Linked DNA regions of Bicyclus anynana: region 2 is linked to region 1. The links are chromatin contacts, called in public Hi-C maps. All regions are on one chromosome and are shown on one strand. The core of a region is the stretch at or near the end of the contact, and the rest is flanking DNA. Distances in the headings are between cores, read along the strand shown. Region 1 overlaps LOC112054536 (ras GTPase-activating protein raskol). Region 2 overlaps LOC112054536 (ras GTPase-activating protein raskol).

What was found. Hi-C and Micro-C count contacts between places; a contact is called where the count stands out from the background.
Region 2: a Hi-C map of whole larva shows a contact between it and region 1, with 2.7 times the contacts expected there. The contact joins two enhancer-like sites. A contact is called at or near these places in 2 of 2 Hi-C or Micro-C datasets (whole body and whole larva).

What each region holds. Positions count from the first base shown.
Region 1 is chr4:14,003,259-14,005,809 of ilBicAnyn1.1, reverse strand. All of the region lies in intron 2 of LOC112054536 (ras GTPase-activating protein raskol), which reads right to left. Among protein-coding and RNA genes, the nearest start is that of LOC112054536, 22 kb to the right of the region's middle. Within about 2 kb of position 1,264, at least 7 of the 8 cell types and tissues checked have open chromatin away from gene starts, as enhancers often do.
Region 2 is chr4:14,167,496-14,170,046 of ilBicAnyn1.1, reverse strand. All of the region lies in intron 4 of LOC112054536 (ras GTPase-activating protein raskol), which reads right to left. Among protein-coding and RNA genes, the nearest start is that of LOC112054535, 46 kb to the left of the region's middle. Within about 2 kb of position 1,281, at least 3 of the 8 cell types and tissues checked have open chromatin away from gene starts, as enhancers often do.

The DNA of each region.
Region 1 (2,551 bases), core at 15-2,514:
TAGACAGCAATAAAGTCTCAAATGCGCGCTATCGTAGCGGATATTTCCATAAATACAGACGTTTCAGGATAACGTAATAAAAATGCAATTGGCGGTAGCACGGCTAGGGTGACGAGGGCGGAGGGAATGAAATTACAGGGGAGTCGCATCTGCCTCCGGAAAACGCAGACGACGACAGGTTCGGAGGGCTTACGTCATTACTACATTGGAACTACTAAACAACTAAAAACAGCAACCGAGTATATAATACAAGTGTATTTAAAATCGTATCTATTTGTTATATTATACAGGTAAAAAAAAACATTTTTTTATTTTTTTTAAAAAATATTTTTTTTTAAATATTTTTTTAAAAATATTTTTTTAATATTTACTTAATGAACATGAATGAATAAATTTGAACGTTTATTTTATTTTATTTATTTATTTTTAAGAAAAAATCAACAGCGTTACCAAGAACACAATTATACAATATTTCCTGCATGTTACAGCCAATTACAGATAGATTTGATTATGAAACACGGCTAAAACTCACGTGATATTACGTCGGAGTATGCCCGACTAGTTTCGAACCCATACGGGGCCCTTAGTCATGAGCTGGTTCTTGCATCGCGGCACGATCCAAACTGACTGACTGACTGACTGAAATACTCCGACGTAATATCACGTGAGTTTTAGCCGTGTTTCATAATCATTTAATATGAATAACACTCACGATAGTTTAAATTCTAAAATACAGATAGATTTATTCAGTTTAGCCGTGATAGCCCAGTGGATATGATCTCTGCCTCCTATTTCGGAGGGTGTGGGTTCGAATCCGGTCCAGGGCATGCACCTCCAACTTTTCAGTTGCATTTCATAAGAAATTAAACATCACGTGTCTGAAGGAAAAACATCGTGAGGAAACCTACTAGAGAAATTTCTTAATTCTCTGCGTGTGTGAAGTCTGCCAATCCGCATTGGGCCAGCGTGGGGGACTATTGGCCTAGCCCCTCTCATTCTGAGAGGAGAGTCGAGCTCAGCAGTGAGCCAAAAATAGGTTGATAATGATGAATGATCATTCAGTTTAGTCAAGCAGCACATATATAGGAAAGTTAAAAAACAATTTGTCTATTTAGTGTAGGTAGGTAGATATCAGAAATTGTTTGAGCGATATTTTTTGACTTTTCTGTTAAACTTCATCTCGTAAGATACAGTATACTACTCGTGGTATAGTCGTACACAAAACCCGTTATCCATTAAAAGGTCACAATCAAATCGTAACTTTTTTTTCCTCAATACGTAAATATGAGATGAATCATAAGGCTTTAAATAAAAAAGACTTATGGAGGTATCCACCTGGGTTGATCACATCATCCGCGATAATAAACCTGTATATATTAAGTACATGATTCACAAAAAACACAACAGTATAAAAATATAAATGTTCAATTAGGTACCTTATGCTGCCATGCACCGACATGTAGTTTGAGGTGAAAAATGATGACCATAGATTATCATTTATGTATTACTAAAAAATTACTAAATCCCTAAATACATAATTAATCATTTCACCGTGGCTAGTTGCCTCGACTGGTGACAGAAGGGCTGGCTCATTTTTTGCGCAAAGGATCAGCCTGGCTGTCCAGCGCGGAAATGCAGCCAGTATTCTTGCCACCATTCCACGTGGGCATGATTTGTATAGTTATTAGGATAAGTTAGCTTAAGTTCCATATTGTATTCTTTCTCAATAAAAAAAAAAACTTAAAAAAAAAGTAAATACATAAATGATAATACTTAGCAAGTTTTCTAAACATTAATATAATAATCAGAGCAGATATTGCAGTTGATTGTAATTTAATTTTAGCCATTTTTAACCGACTTGAAAAAAGGGAGGAAGTTCTCAATTCGAAGCGTATATTTTTTTAGTCATCACTTTGTCATTTTTTAACCAATTTTGAACATTCTTTTTTTGTTTGAAAGAGTATACTTCCAGATTGGTCCTATTTATTTTTTACAAACATCGGTTCAGTAATTTTGTGTTGAAATTACAACTAAATAGGTGAACAAAACTGAAATAGGTGAACAAATTTACACTAAAAATAAAAATAAAAGTGCATTAGGTACTATAAAAGGCGAGAAATAACATCGTACCTATGTCCTTTCTATTCTTTATTAGATCTATAGAAAGGACACAGGTACGATGTTATTTTTCGATTTTAAGAGTAATGCAACTTTGAATTCAGGTATTTTTTTATAAAGATTTTATTTTTCTATTTTTAGTGTGTTTTTAGTGTAATTTTGTTCACCCATTTCAGTTAAATTGATTTCATTAAGAATAAAAGTTGGTAGTCAAATATATTGCCTATAGCGGAGTTTACAATATAACCTTCACACAAATACAGCAAGGGACACAAGTTGTTGATCATATTGGCGGCCGGTCTGTGTGTGACCCCATATTCGGCAGAGCAAGGTGCTGACGTATCAAGTTTGTTTACCAACCGATGCAGCTCAAGACTTTACTTCATTTCTGTGTCATGGCCTTTCTAATATAAATATCCGCTAAACGTCGATA
Region 2 (2,551 bases), core at 32-2,531, 160 kb before region 1:
ATGTAAAACGACACCTGCGGGCCGACAGATGGTGGACAAAAAACCAACGACCCTTCGCCGGAACTAACATGTGAGACACCAGGCTACCCTGGGAGATTACAAAAGTTCGTTCTGTGATTGACTGCAACTTTACTAATGTGTTACATGCATAGCAAATAGGTCGGAATAATTGGCAACCGTTGTAAGTTGTATTTGTTATTTACTTACATGGATCCCTTTTAGAGAAGCTCTCTCTGCTCGATTACTTTGATCATCGGTCTTTTTATATTAAACTTAAGTTAAATCTGAGAAGTAATTTTTTTTTTTTTAAAGTATGTAAGTTTGAAGGTAACGCAACAGTGAATCTAATAATAAAACTAATAAGGTATTGATTTTCAAGATATTCATACATACATATTATATATTAGGACATAAGTATATTTTAATGTCATAAGGTTTAACATATACTGAGAAAATCTTTACATCTTATTTAATTTACATTGAAGTTGAAATATTGTCTGCCATTTTGACTCGATTTACAATTACAGGATTTATGTGTTTATGCTCGAAGGGCTTAAGAACTCATAAGACCTTGGACCTATGACCATGCCTTTAGGAAAATATATTAAAATATTATATTCGCCACTAAATTTGTTCTCTCTTGTAAATACTATCAATGTTCGTACATTCTTCCTTTTTACCCAAAAACGACGAAGCCAAAAGAAAAGAAATGCTTTTGGCACAGTCTATGTACCTATCGCATGTATATATTTTACTCAATATTTTCCTTCATGGCGGCCGATTCTTTGGATTCTGATGAATAAAGTGTCAATAGATTTGTCATTCCCGGGTAACATAAGCTAATTAAACCGACTTCAACAACAGGAGAAGACGGTTTTTTTTTTTTTGTCCCGATTTCAAACGATTTTTTCCGTCGTCTGGTAACAGTTTTTTAAACATTTGCATATTTGTCAAACTTAAAAAATCTTAAAGCAACGTGGCTTGTATTTCACTGTAAATATCGCTCTTGAACAATATATTTATATTACTCTATTATATTACTCTTTAAAAGTTTCTTTCCATGGTCAGGTTAAAGTTTTTTAAATATTTGTAAATTTGTTAAACTTAAAAAAACTCAAACCAACGTAGCTTGTATTTCACTGTAAATATCGTTCTTGAACAACATAGATTACTCCTTAATGAATATTCTCTCGAAGTAACTTATTAATGTGATCCCAGTGTACATGAACGGCGAAGAGATGTCAAAGAAAAAAGGAACGCGACTCGCGGAGCTAGGTCCGGTTTGGTCCAGCGCGGGTGAGCCTGGAATGTGACCCACACGAATGGGACGCGAATGACTCACGTGAACTTACTTTTTAAATAACACGCGTTTCAATGCTTTAGAAAGTCCACCGCATGCGTGGGTGCATAGAAAAGAACAGGGTTTATTTAAACGCCACCTACATTGCTAGTTGCGACCTATGTTTTAATTCACATCCCACTCTTTGAATGGCAAGGATTTGTTAATAGTTTATTTAAATGATGTCAAATATAAATCCTTGAATTGTCGCGATGTTCTGATTCATTGGCCATTGACTTTTAATAATATTTTAGGTAGGAAGATTTTGTATCCTGATAGTTGCTATTACCTGGGACACTGGTTTACTACTCTCTTATACCATACTCATATAGGCTCTAAACAATCTTATGGAATATATAATATATATTTTATTGTAGTCTGACATTTTTTGCATATTAATTTGCATTGTTTAATTTGACATTCATTCATTTCTGACAACTGTAGTATTGACATAATATTAATTAGTGTTTGCTGTGTTAACCTTTAATTAGCTGTGCAATAACTACTCATATATTTATTTCAATGTAAATCATTAACGTGTGAAATTGTAATAGCTGTTGGTTATCCTAATAAAATAAATAAATGTGTATTACTTGTGGAATACATTGTGTTTTGATGTGATGGCCAAGTCAATCTATTTTATTTAAAATATAAAACATTTTTAATGTTATGTTAGCTAATTCCTTAATATCATAAGACACCCTGTCCCCTAACTACGGTTTGAATAAAGAAGTCGACTTGGTATTATATGGATCTCATAACTTTTTACGGTAGAAGAACTGAATTGCGAGAATTGGTATATTTATACAAGTTTCATAGATATTTATTTCATAGATCAGTGATAGATTATTCCATCAAAAACATGATGGCAAAATCTATCACAATTTACAACACAATTCGTCACGTTGTGACGAATTGTGTTGTTGTTGTTAGTCCAATTATGCGTGTACTAATTACTTTATGCTAATTTAGTTTTGTAATCATAATACCTTCATACTAACATAGTTATTCTGTTGGTAGTGCCTGAATAAATAAATAAAATCTTGACTAAGTAATCCAGTAAAGAGTTAAGGATTTAGCTGATTGTTCTTTATTTGAGTTGAGTTGAGGCATATTATATTTTTTTGTTTTTCCTTCCGTAAGATACAGACAAAAAAATATCTATTATCATCATCATTATCTTTAAATATTCAGCATTAATTGTACTGAATA